Linked DNA regions of Mus musculus: regions 2 and 3 are each linked to region 1. The links are chromatin contacts, called in public HiChIP or PLAC-seq maps. All regions are on one chromosome and are shown on one strand. The core of a region is the stretch at or near the end of the contact, and the rest is flanking DNA. Distances in the headings are between cores, read along the strand shown. Region 1 has its middle 48 kb from the start of A230001M10Rik. Region 2 overlaps Tspan2 (tetraspanin 2). Region 3 has its middle 35 kb from the start of Gm40112.

What was found. HiChIP or PLAC-seq counts read pairs in DNA pulled down with a chosen protein or histone mark.
Region 2: a contact with region 1 is called in a FOXA1 HiChIP or PLAC-seq map of pancreatic cancer cells. The contact joins two enhancer-like sites. A contact is called at or near these places in 2 of 115 datasets of contacts at active chromatin or transcription factors (extraembryonic endoderm stem cells and pancreatic cancer cells).
Region 3: a FOXA1 HiChIP or PLAC-seq map of pancreatic cancer cells shows a contact between it and region 1. The contact joins two enhancer-like sites. A contact is called at or near these places in 1 of 15 datasets of contacts at CTCF or cohesin (the NIH/3T3 cell line) and 4 of 115 datasets of contacts at active chromatin or transcription factors (embryonic fibroblasts, embryonic limb bud, embryonic stem cells and 1 more).

What each region holds. Positions count from the first base shown.
Region 1 is chr3:102,308,541-102,313,027 of GRCm38.p6, reverse strand. No RefSeq gene overlaps it. Among named protein-coding and RNA genes, the nearest start is that of A230001M10Rik, 48 kb to the right of the region's middle. Within about 2 kb of position 2,532, at least 56 of the 459 cell types and tissues checked have an H3K27ac peak or open chromatin away from gene starts, as enhancers often do. A contact at or near this core is called in pancreatic cancer cells, where this site is marked.
Region 2 is chr3:102,749,937-102,754,423 of GRCm38.p6, reverse strand. All of the region lies in intron 2 of Tspan2 (tetraspanin 2), which reads right to left. Among named protein-coding and RNA genes, the nearest start is that of Tspan2os, 17 kb to the right of the region's middle. Within about 2 kb of position 1,768, at least 23 of the 459 cell types and tissues checked have an H3K27ac peak or open chromatin away from gene starts, as enhancers often do. A contact at or near this core is called in pancreatic cancer cells, where this site is marked.
Region 3 is chr3:102,657,233-102,661,719 of GRCm38.p6, reverse strand. No RefSeq gene overlaps it. Among named protein-coding and RNA genes, the nearest start is that of Gm40112, 35 kb to the left of the region's middle. Within about 2 kb of position 2,144, at least 32 of the 459 cell types and tissues checked have an H3K27ac peak or open chromatin away from gene starts, as enhancers often do. A contact at or near this core is called in pancreatic cancer cells, where this site is marked.

The DNA.
Region 1 (4,487 bases), core at 1,283-3,782:
GGGCCCTTTTTAACAAAGTACAAGCGACCACTTTGCTCAAGTAACATGAAGGCATTCCCTCTCAGTCTTGCAGGCTCCAAAGATAAGACCAAGGTAGTGGCAGATGGATTCCTTCTGAAGGCTTAGAGGGAAAAAACATGTGTCCTGCCCATGCTTTACATTGTGACATTGGTTTGCCTGCAATCCTCAGTGTTCCTGGGCTTGAACAGGTATCACAGATCTCCGTCATTACCTCTCCACATTTTCTCTATGTGAATACAGCTTCTAGTTTCCTTTTAATAGAATGCTTAATATACTTCCTTTTCCAAGAGTAAACTGGCAAGCATCAGAGTACATTCAAAATAAATACAAATAGTTGCCAGGTAGAGAAGTATAAGGCTTTGCCAAGAGTTCAAAGAAACCCTGGGAGAGAGCTGCTGCCCACGATGGGCATAGAGAGGTGTAAGGACCATAGTTAAAGCCAAAACTTATCAATTGTTTCTATAAAGAGCTAGATAGTAAATATTTTTAGGTTCGTGGTTTTTATGGTCTGTGCTACGATGAATGCAGCTTTGTCTTTCATGAAAACAAGCTTAACAAACAGTAAACAAATGAGCATCATTGTTTCCAATAAAACTTTATTAGCAAAATCAGGCCCATATGCTTTGCAGGTCAATTTCCTTCATCATCCTACCACATCCTTTTATTTTATGCTGTTATTCTTTCTTTTATGTTCTCCCCAGTCAGATCTAGCCCACTTGCAGTTTTTCCCCCAGCGTTACCCTTGTTATTTTCTCTGCAACAGCTCAGGAACAGTCTACACTGACAGCAGCCTTGTCCTCACAGCATCCTTTCTGCTCTGTCCTGATTTTAGCTGGTACGATTTCAAGCTTCCCCACCCTACCCCATGCCTACAACGGAGATAGCAACATCAGCACCACACAGGGCAATCCAGTGCTGAGCTGGAGCGGCACAGTGCATATAGAACCACGTGTATGCAGCGGAAAATACTTTCAGGTCATTCGTTTCGATTTATGAATCTGTTTGGCAGCCTTTGTTCTACTCTCTCGCATGAGACTCTGCCAAGTTTATAAATACTTCCTCTGAATGACAATAAATTTGGTCTCCCCTAATCTTTCTCCCCATAGATAAAATCTCATTGAGGTTGGAATAGCACTAACACTCAACAGTAACTGCTTTCTTGCTTGATTTCAACACCCGAAGCAAATGAATCTGAGGGCCTCCTATGTCTGAGGTCACAGGCTGCTTGCCTCCAGGACTCTTGCCTGTCTGTATCCTGACAGTTGGAAGCTCACGCGCTTGGATAACTGCCTCTCATGCTGTTTTGTTTTATGAAGTCAAGACCATTGATAAAACGCAGACAGTTTGCAGAAAGAGCCTAGAGAAGGTCATTCCTCTGGACCCTTGGCTGCACCTTCTCTGACAACAGATGAATTCACCAGATGTATCAGAAGCGGCCCTCTTTTCCTCGTGCAAGATGAGCGTGCCCTTTGTTTGATGAGCCTTGAAGAGCTTAAAGGTAAGGAAGCATAATTATATATCATCTCGATCTCGTTTTTCTCCTTAATTCTTTCTTTATTACTTCTGCAACTTGCCAGGTGCTTAACATAGAGGCAGACACACAAGACTTCTAAAAGGCACTTGCCTATCAACACTGCTATCAAACTTGCAGTTGGCTTGCCTCTATCCCATATCTACTCAACTCCAGAAAACTCACTCAGCCACTTAGTAACTGTCTAAAGAAGTGCTTGGTGCAGGTTATAACCTGAATTGATAATTAACCAATCAATCTTTTTTTTTTTTTAAAGCACAGTGAAAAATCACTATGCTTGCTGCCAGTAAGCATGGGGAAAAATAATACACCTTTGAATCCTGTTTTCTTTCCCTGCAAGTTTGATAGCAGTGTTGATAGGCAAGTGCCTTTTAGAAGTCTTGTGTGTCTGCCTCTATGTTAAGCACCTGGCAAAATATGAATGCAGAGAGAGAAAACCTGTAGCCATGTAGAGGAGAAATAGACAAAGCAGAGGCCAGAGGTCCCAGGGCCAGACACATAGCCCAGTGGGACCCCCAGGGCAGATTTTTTCCTTTCTCTTTTCTCTCCCTTCTTTTCCTCTGCTTCTGTTTCCTCTTCCTTTCTGCTTTTCACCACCCCCAATGTGGAATACATTCGTCAATGCTCTCTACAGCTATGTTTTCTTTTTAAAGATTACTGTTACACCCTAATAACATTGACTAATATATATTTTTTAATTCGGAATTTGTACAATTTCGGTGCCAATTAATAATTATATAAAAATTCCATTTACTTCTTGGGTCATTGGCCTGTAACGTCCACAGGTCTTGACAGGTTTAAATTGAACTGGAAAAGAAACCTTCCTTGTTTTAGGATGCCTCACAGCTGCGATGATTTAGAGAGTTCCCGCTCTTCTTCCCTTTTGCCCCTCCCCCTCTCTGGTTACTCACACTCAGCTGTGTCACCCTAGTGACCAATGAGCAAGGAATCTGCCATAGGTTCCTTGGGGAAGGAATGACTCACAGTAATCCACCTCCCTCCTGACAAGCCACCTGTGACTCCCTCTGCCAAGGGCTGGGGCAGGGCTCTGTACACAATGTGGTCCCCGCTCCATCAAGGCTGCTTGATTGATAGAGAGCCAGGTGGCCGCCAGGCTGGCCCCATGTAAGCCCGCAGGAAAGATACACCAGCGAGGTTCAGAGTCCCAGAGGTGGCCTTCGGGAGTCCAGCATGAGCTAACCCCGTAGGCTCGTAAATTGTCCCCAGATCTGAATTTAAACCTTCTCCGGGCAGAGAAACTTTGAGCTTCTCACTCCGAGTTTCGGGCACGTTATTTTCATCTACGGATAAAAGATAATAAAAGGTAACACTGCCCATTTAATGGATTTCTTGAGAGCATCCAGGACGCAGTATCCAGAAAGTTCCTAGAGGATGGGATAAGAGTAAGGAGAATGGAGGCAGACAGGGACCAACTCCTGGGTTCATCTAGAGTAGTATGGGAGAGCAGAGTCCAGCCAGCCCTCGTATCAAAGAGAAATATCTTGCTTCCAACAATGGTTGTTTCCTGCTCTTGCTGACTACACAGCACCACCTAGGGGCGGAGCACGCTTGGAGCCGACCAAGGTCCCGCAAGGAACGTTAACCCCACAGAAAGCCTTTGCCTCTTTTGGACTTCCCAGTCTCCACGGCTCCTCTTGCCTCTGCTCTCTCTTCCCTGGCCCATGTCCTTTCCCACCCAATCCTCGTTTCTTCTCATCCTCTTTCCCTAATGCACTGTTTTTCACACAGGGGTCCTCAGGGCTTTGAACTGAATGTAAATCTGTGGGAAGTCAGATAACATCCATTCTCAAACAGCCCTAACCCTCTTCTTACACTCCCTGCGATTGACTTCTTTTAGATGGCACCAAGGATTGCCATGGTTACATTGTCCTTGGGCTGGGACAGGGACCTCTAGTGCTGTGGACAGTAGGGCCTGGGGATTTCCACTTCGGTCAGCGAGAGTGCAATGAGATGGGTCACTCTCAGGTCATATCTCTATCCCAGGAGCCTATTTTTCCTAGTGGGAATCCTTACTCTCTGACTAAACTTAGATGGAAGAACAGAGTTGGAGAGTTGGCTCTGTGGTTGATAGAGTTAGTTATTTTTACAGATGACCTGGGGCTCTGTTTCTCAGCTCCTACATGGCAGCTCACAGCTGTGTGTAACTCCATGGTATCCAATACCCTCTTCTGACATCAATAAGTGCAGTATATACCTATGGTACACATACACACATTCAGGCAGTGCACTTATTGCAAACAATAATTTTAAAATTTTTATATAGAGATGTATATGCATGCATATATGTATACATATACATACACATATATACACATATGTACACATATATGCATACATATATACATATACATGAACACAAAAAAATAGAAGAGTGAAGGGTTATTTTGGCTAAGTCTACATTTTATGAGACTTTCCAATTTCAACCATTATTCTAGAAACTGTGACATATATACAGGGCTGAAGTATTTGTTTTAAAACACATTTATGGGCTTGAGAGATAGCTCAGAGGCTAAGAGTATTGTCTCCTCTTCCAGAGGTCCTGAGTTCAATTGCCAACAATCACATGGTGGCTCACAACTATCTGTAATAGGATCTGATACCCTCTTCTGGTGTGTCTGAAGGCAGCTACAGCGTACTCACATACATAAAGTAAATAATTAAAAAGAAAAAAGACATTTACAGAGAGATGTTGGATTCAGTTCAGCATTCTCTCCACACCTCCTTAAGTCTCTCTCATTCTTCTCAAGAGGTAAGATTTGCTTTCAAATCCCAACAAGTTGTCCTTGAACTGAGATCAAGTTTGTTCAATATAAAGTGTTTCAAAACCGCAACATGAGCACTGCAACGTGATAATAAGTATTCCTGAGTGTTATCAGAATACATCACTTCAATAGTCTATGTGTTCCTAAATTTC
Region 2 (4,487 bases), core at 519-3,018, 440 kb before region 1:
GCACACAAGACAAACATGTGACCTACTTAATAAGTCTCTTATGTTTTCTAAGTCCCTATTTTTCTTGATTTGAAAACGGAGAGTCCTTTGAAATTGGGTTTTATTGTTAATGACTGGGCTTGGTGAAGCCAGTGAGATGCTACCAGCAGCAGCTTACCCAGGGATGCCTACTTCCCTAATGAGTCCATCTCTCCTCCTCCTCAGAGTTCAGACCCTTCTAGAGGCATTGCTTCAGCTAACAAATGATCAGGAGGGCCTGTTCAAGGCTCATCAGCACAAACTCTTCTAAAATCCTTCTTGGGAGTGGATATATTGGCATGTTCGCCACTGCCAGTGATCTTGACAGCAGATGGTCTTATGTAACCTGCTAATGATTGGTTTTTCATCTAATTTTTTTTTGATATGTGTGTGTGTGTGTGTGTGTGTGTGTGTGCAGAAGTTTTCCTTCCAGTTTCCCTTGGACGCACATAATTACAGCCATCATCACTCAGTCTCCATGGGGTTTAGTCCCAGGACCCCTCACATACTAACCAGTGGATGCATGGAGCCACTCATGAAATGCATCATATTTACACATAATTCACCCACAACCCCCTACATCCTCTAAATCATCTCTGGATTACTTACCATATCTAGCACAACACAAATGTTCTAGAGTTGTTGGGCTTACTATTTAGGGATTAATGGCATGAAAAGGTCTGTCCATGTTCAGAAGAGATGCATTAAAAAAAAAAAAAACTTTGACCTGGGGTTTCTTGGATTTGTAGATGCTGAACCAATGGATGTGAACCAATTCTATGGGTTGGCTGTATCTATGTGTTTAGGAGAATCTATATGAGTCTGAGCTCATGGGAAAGGGTTAGATGCTTTCTAAATAACAGCCGCAGGAGCTACCAGATAGCAGTTAGTATTCCAGGTGCGTTACGTGTCTCATTCCATCCATGTCACTGGTGGGAAGTACCACTTCCTGATGGCCTAGCCCTCTCCAGGTGATGCCTGTACTCTGCACTTGACACGGGTCAAGAACCCACTTGATGGAAGGTCCGTGTGATAGCTGGTCTAAGCCCATCCCAACTGCTCCTCTCGCATGCTGTCTTCCCTCATGAGATGGCTTTTCCTCAGCATCCCCTCGGTCCGTGAGTACTGAGAGTTAGTATTTGTTCATAACTCACCTCTAGCTGAGTTGGCCCTGCACTTATGCACGTTCACAGTCCACATCTAAAGAACCAGAGGCGCAGCTAATGAAAGCTGCAAAGCTATAACAGGTAAACTGGAATCCAGCCAAAGTGTGAACTGGAATCCAGCCAAAGTGTGAACCCCAAACTCCCAGGCTACATTTCCAGTAGAGACACAGAACAGTGAGTTTCTTACCTAGAAATCTGCCATGTATAAATGGTAGAAGAGTTCCTGAGATTTCTAAAATTGCTGCTTCCTGGGTGTTTCCCATAAAAGAACAGGCTAGGGTCCAGAGCTCTGGGCTGCTGAGACTGGGTATGGTTAAGTCCCCTCTCTCCTTCAGGGTTGTGATCTGCAATTCTGGCATAATTACCTATTCTGATTCTTGTAGAATGGCTTTGGAGAAACTGTCCAGACATGGTAGTCTCTGTTATCCAGCTAGCATGGTATCAGATATGAAGTTAAAAAAATATTACCAGAGTGAGTCAGAGTGTTTATAAAGGCAAGCCAGCCCCTGAATGGTTAGCAACGGAACACTTTCCTTCCACACAACCTCAGCCACAATCAAAGTCAGACTCCGGGACTCTGAATCGAAGAGGGAAAGGCAGATGTAGCCAGGCTGGGACTGCAGAGCCAAGTGGCTCCTGTTTGTGTGGGCACCCCCAGTGGAGAAACCTGCTCACATCCTCGGCTCACAGACATGAGCTCATGTGCTCCAGCTTCCTGAGGCAGAGAGGACCATTCCCCACTCTATGATCCTGGAAGACCCCGAGGCATTCACCCTTCCAAAACATGGGGAGGGGCCAGGACAGGTAATCAGAGGGGCAGGTTGTTGGAATTAGGAAGGAGCAGGGGCTTGAGTTCCCTGAGAGAAACTGGAACGGAGAAGGTCTAGGAAACTCCAAGTAACCCAGGTTTTCTCCCTGCCAGCCCCGCTCTTGCCAGCCTCTTCCTTCCTCACCTAGGCAACCAAGGGACACAGAGACCCTGGGTCAGCTGCTAGGCCTTGGCCTTGACCCAGAGGGACACAAATGGAGGCAGCAGGCAGCAGTTGGTCTGACTACCTCCTTCCATGTCCTCATTTCCCCGCATTCGTGTCTCCCTGCTTTGGCTAATGCCTACCACTCTGTCTGCCTTGGACACTTGGTACAGAGCATTGAGACAGAGAGAAACTCCATTATCATGGAGGGAAAAGAAGAATTCGAAAAGGGAGAGCATCTTTGCAAACATGGGTCAATCCCCAAAAGCCTGCCTGCTGCCTCCCCAGAGCTATGCTCTGTGTCTTTCTGGAGGCTTCCTCGCTCTAGGCTGAGTGGATGGCTCCCCCTCTCTTCTTCCCTTGCCTGCGATCCTCCTTGATTCCCAAGAAGCTGGGGCCACGGGCAGGTACCATTGCACTTGGCTGTGGCTTGGTGTCTTGAAGAACCACTTGAGCATGCTAAGCCTGTTTAGGACATCTTTAACCGAAGGGCAATGGGTATGAGCTGATGACTCAGAAACACATTCTAAAGAAAAATACACAGAACATTTAGGCTTAGTGGCCCACACCTGAGAGCCTAGTGCTTCAGAAGTGGAGGCAGGAGGATCAAGGGTTTAGCTATTAAGTTCCATTCCAGCCTGGTCTACATGAGACTGTTTCCCTCTTCAGGTCAGATCAGTGAGCTAAGGAGCCTCCCACCCAGTGGGAGGGAGGGTGGTCCTACAGGGCTGGAGAGGCAAGAGATCCAGGAGTAGCTCCATCTGTGTTGCTGGTTTGAGGTGTAAGTAAAGTTTCACAGGTACAGTTTTGGATTTAACCTAAAAATACCTTGTGATCTCTTAAGTCAGAAATGTTGAACAAACTTAGTCAAGCTAAAGTGTTCTGTTGGTATTTGACCACTGTGCCGAAAGCCAGGGCTGGGTGTTTACCAATCGCAGAGCTCCCTGTGGTGAGCAGGAGGGTCAGCTGCTCTACTCTAACATTCCGGCTTTGCTCTCTAAGCTAAGCCAAGTGGATGGACAGGGCCTGAGACACAGAGACGCCTTTTCATGTTATGTTTGTGACATGTTTGTCAGGAATCTTTCTATGGTGACCATCCATAGAAACCCACTCCACCGGACTTGAATCTAATGGAAATTTAGTGAGACACATGACTGAAAATCCAGGCTAGTACTCATCGAAGAGACTACAGTGATGCTGTCAGAATCCAGTCCGTGGCCATCTTCGCTCATCTTTCTTTCTGTCTCCTCCCTGCTATGATTAAATGGCTGCCAGAAGCTGTAGGCTTCTAACTCCAGTAAAACATGCTTCTTTCATTTCTACCGACCCCCTTACACTTCCCAGCCTAATGCTAGTGCCAGGCATCAAACTGCTTGTGTAGCCCGCAGCTTGTTGGCCTAAACACCCTTAAGCTAAGCAGACTGAGAATGGATGAGTTACCTAGCAGAGCAAAACCAGTAAAAGAGTCCACAAGTAGAGCCTGAATCCTTCTTCTCGGTGCTGTGGCATGAGTGTGGGTGTACCCGGCCTTGGTTCCTCAGCAACATCTCCCCTTGCTGTTAGCCCATGGCCAGTGATTGTAAACACAACATGGACACAGTCAGTGCTCAGAAGTTGGAGGACAGGGTTTTTGTAGGAACAAAGCACCAGGCACAAGGAAACTAAGGGCCAAGAATTAGAGCTATAGCCTTTGCTGTCTCTTCTCTTAGGCATAAATATACAATGCAAGTCTGGTCAATAGGCTGCAACAGGAGACTTCCGGAAGAGGACTGGTGAAGTGGAATTTCTGTTTCCTCCTTTGGATTGTACTGATGAAGACAGTGCTAGAACCACCATAGGAGAGCAGGGCAGGGTTAATAGAGGGACCGAAGCCCCTGAGAACAGCGCCAGCTTTATCTATGTCACCCTATTTCTTGGCAGAAGGTATGGCTGCTGCCGCTCTGCCTGTTCCCCTTCTCCAGGGACAAGTCTCTCCTGTCCCCATGATGGGAGTCTTCCCTTCTCTCAGAAGTCTTTACTGACAGAAGTTTTGAGATTAGCACCCCAAAACTTTGAAGTTATTTCTTCATTTTGAGTTGTTTCCATGTTAAAACATCAGATCACAAAGTAAAATAATGACTTATTGGGGGTCCCCCACGACAGCTTGAATGGACTGATGAACCACTCCAGGAAGGAAGGGTGTTCCCTAACCCTTTAAGATAAACTTTAGTTACATTTCCTTGATACCTCTTTAAATAAACAAATCAGTTTTCCTGGGGCCTTCTTCTATCCTGGAGAGAGGAGGAAGGGGCCACAGAGGCACATCCCCCAATACCAGTAGAAGTGTATAGGT
Region 3 (4,487 bases), core at 895-3,394, 350 kb before region 1:
TGTAGACCAGATTGGCCTCGAACTCAGAGATTTGCCTGCCTCTGCCTTCCAAGTGCTAGGGTTAAAGGTGTGCGCCATGACCCAGTGATTCTTGGTTATTTTAAGCTTCCTTTTCTCTGCGGGTCACAGCTACCTGAGTTGAGAAATTTTGGTCATAAAATGACGCATAAATCCTGGCCCACGGTGGTTGTTGCTCTGTAAGATTATAGTTCGGCTTTCCTCCAAGGCACTTGGTGAGCTTTGCTGTCTCACAGAGGAAAGTAGCTATGTGCTTCTTTCCTTCTTAGACAAGGGGGAGGGGTGTGCCAAGATCCATCTGGGAAGCAAGCGACTGCTCAGGTGCAAGTAAGAACCCTCACGTAAAGATGAAGGCCAGATCCATATTCTACCAGCCAAGAGAATAGTATGAACATATATATAAAACCTGGCCGTCTTCCTATACACAGTGTGGCCTGAGGCAAGCTTATCTCTTGGAGATCTTGATCATACCATCTGAGGAATAAAAACCACAGTGCAGCCTCAAGTGGTGCCTGTACAGTTGAAATGAGATACAGTAATGACTATAATACCATATGAATACACTAATACCAACATGTAAGGATTTAACCAAGTGGCTCCAAGGGAACAGCTCAATGTTCCATGCCACTGGAAAGCTCTCCCGTCACAGTGAACTCTCTCTTAGTTGATTGGAATGACAGTGTAGGGGTACGGTTAAGGCCTGGCCTGAAACAAACCCAACCAAAGTCCATTCGAAGGGTTTTTGAAATCTTTAGACATATTTTATAGGAAAAAATCGCTGGTTATACATATTCCTATCGCAAGTAACAGATGCAATTGTAAGCAAGATCTCAGAGGAGAATCAATTTTAGGCCATGAATAAGAACTTTGCAGAAGAAAAAGAGTAATGCGTTTGAAGTTAAAAATCCATCCCTCCTTTCCCCTCTCCATGCCTTCTGTGTCTCTGTCACTTCTTTCTGTGGCATGTAGTGACATCCTGGGATTGACTTAAAAATAATGCCAAACAACATCCACAGAAAACTGTGTTGACACTCTGGAAATGGATGTCTGGTAATGCAGAAGATGGATCCGGGGAGACCCAGGAACTCACACTAAAGGTAAAGATGAAGAACTTGGAGGAGGACATTTTATGAGTACAGGAAAAACCATTTCTGAAATAGTATATGATTGTAGGTACTCTGTGACTCAGACATTTTCAGTCATATTTTTTTTTCAATGTAAGTGGACATTTAACTCTTTCATCTACTGCCTTCCATGCTTGAGGGCTAACACCGGGGAGAGCACCTTCTGGGTTCTAAGCCCTAGGGACTCAGGAGTGAGTGGGTTTTCTCTCAGCCCCACTTCTCAGGTAAGCTTTATCTCCCCTTACCATGGACCCACTGTTTGGGCTTTCCTGGTTATGGCTTGGGGAAGCAGCTCCCGTCTCCCCATCTCACCTCAGCTTTCAATTTACCTGTGGAAGGCACAGATGCTAAGATTGTCATTCCTGAGCAAGTCTGTTCATAATATCCCAGGAAGGTGATCCAGACAGACACGGGTTAGGTTGGGTCTCATCCCTGGACTGCTCAGCTGTGACCACATTTTACCTGTTCCGCTTGACTTGTGTGTGACTGGAAACACAGTGGACATTATTAGAGACATAACATTTGGTGTGTGTGTGGAGGAAACCAACATTTACAGGTCTGTGTATGGTAGAAGATGGGAGGGTTTTGGGCAGTGAGTAACATGTGAAGATGTGCATTTGGTTTTCCTGTGAGGAATGACATCATTGGCAAAGACTATGAATAGACTTTCAGAAGAGTGTATGAGAGGAACCAGGGATCTTTTGAGACCCTGAAGAGTTTTGAAATAGACAGTGATGGCCCGCAGTGAAACTATGTTTCCTGCCAATCTTCTAGGAACTGACAGAAGCTGAAGACAGCAGAAGGAAGAGGGGGCAGTTGGTGGATGAACTCTGAGGAGAGATGAACACACTCAGACATAGCTGGTGGAGGGGTTTCCCGTCCTGCGCCCTGGCTTCCCGTTTGTGGAAAAACATTCTCTCTGGAGTCAGACAAGCATAGAGAATCTCTGACAAGACTTAATGGTGACAAAATGTGAGGACTCATGAGTCACCCTGGCTGGTGCTGTCTGCTGAATGTGTGGGCCCAGATGCAAACACACACCTTACACAAGGGCAGGCTCACTGGTTAACAATGACTCAACAGAGGTGGTACAGATAAACGGGATGACTCACAAGTTCAAATTCTGCAGTTCCTTCCTGTGGTTGGAGGACAGGTGATTTTCAGAGTGATCACCTCCGAGGGCCACTTTCTCCATGTCTTATCTTTAATTCTCCAGGTCAGTTCAGCCTTTTGGGACATCTGTGCTAGAGATTAGGCCAGCCATATTAGGATCTTAGCCTGTTAGTCGGTTTTCTCTGAGATACCCGTCGTCAGCTTCTTTATTCTAATTGTTCATCCACAACTTTTCTATTCTCATACATGCATGTGGGGTGCTGGGGTGCCTGCCTGAGGAGTGATACAGATTTGAAGTGCCTCTGAGGGCTGTCCGGAACTTGCTTTATGTAGAATTTGTTTCAGTTGGAGACTCTTCAGCCCTCTGCCTCCACGTGCGTATGTGTGTGTGCATGTGCATGTGTGCATGTCTAGGGCAACGGTGTAGTACCAGCAGGGAAATATGGCCCAGAAAGTCCTCGGACCTTTCTCACTCTCACTTACTAATCATGCCGAGCCTTGGGCAGGATATTTGACTGCCATTTTTCTCACTTGTAAATTAACCTCCTCTATGAGGGTGATAGAAGAATAAATGTGACATTTCTGTAACATCTCTGTCTGGAACATCACACACCAAGTTGTGCTGATTGAATTGGCATGATTTCCGAGGATCCTTTTCTGGGTGGTGTTTCTACGCAATATCTGACCAGGGCCATGACTGCTGGCGTATGAAGGCCTCTCTAGAAAGGGATCATTTTCCTTGTCCCCCTAATGTGACTCCAGCTGACCGGCCTATGGTTCTGAATATTGGATACAGGTTGTTCTCTGCAGGAGGGTCCCCGGGCTGAAGGATCGTGGACTCCATGCGTGTTCCCTCCACCTTTCTTGGGGCTTAAGACCCCGTATTTTGAGCCTCAGAGAACCTGGCATAGCATGTGTTGCTCATCCAGGATCTCACCTGGGACTGGAGAGAGTATAAAGTTACTCTTGCCTGAGCCACACTGCCTTTGCATACTCGGCTTCCTCCCTCTGAAGCAGTCTTCTCACATCTGGAGCAAACCTTAGTCATTCTTTAGCAGGCTGCTCATTGCAAAGCATTTTCTGGCCATGCTCAGGGAATTCCGTTGCTCCCTTTTCTGTGTACCCCAGCTCTGTGCTGGTGCCTATGTCTAAGCTCCTGTTAGTTACCTGCGGCTTGGGACTGTCAAGGCTGTTCAATTTCATCGGCTCCCCTGCTGGTTCTGTTTTCTGCATTGTAAAGTCATTCTCTTGGTTCCCAAGGGCACTCTACTTTCTCTGGCCCCAAGCTTGTATACATGTCAGTCCCTCTTCTGACAGCCCTGCAGACGACCCCTGTCCCGTGCGTCCTTGGCCTCAGCCTGTATGGAGAGCTTCTATGGGGAATGTTGCCAAGCATGTGCATCTAAGGTGGTATTCCCGTGGATTCTGTGGTCCCATGGATTCTCTTAGTCCCTGTCACGTCTCTGCCACTGCATCACCTGCCTGGCTGGACTGTGTGTGAGGGAATGGGATTCTGTGGCTTGCTCTACGCTACATTCCAGATTCTGGCACTGGCCTAGAGTAGCCACTTGCCACATCGATTTTCATGTCCGTTTGTTTCTTGCCAAAAAGTGTTAGCTCCTTGGAGAGGAGCCGATCTCCATGCCAAGCCTGTCTCCAGTGTCACTGTGGGCTTCTCACTCAGGCTGACTTATGCCATGGACTCCTAGGCCCCATTACAGCAAACTCCAAACTTTTTTTTTTTGCCATCAAATTTCTTTTTTTAGCATCAGAGAAGGAAGAAGATGGCAGAAGTCCCAGAGACCTGGCTCTGTGCAGATTGCAAAGGCTCCTCCATCTCTGGCAGGTGGTCCTGCCTGCCTTCCTTCCCTTCTTCTCCTCTCGTCCCTTTGCCCTGCCCCTCCCCACCTCCCCAGCTGAGCTGTTACTGGCAGTTAATATTTCTGAGCTTTTCTGAAGGCTGAGAGGCGCTCTGGCCTCGATGGAGAGTGTGGATCAGTTTTGTCCAGGCATGGGCCTGCCACGCTTAGTAACTGTTCCCTCAAATCTGGTCACTGCCAATCTGACTCTGCCTTCTTCATTTGATCAATATGTCGAGTGCTGGGGTCAATGGGAGTTGTCCCATGGGTTCCTGGCTCATTTATTAAAAATGTGGAACAATTTAAGCTCTTGCTGCACTGACTGCAAGGCCCCGTGCACATGTTTCCAACAGGCCAGGGGGAGGGGTGGGGC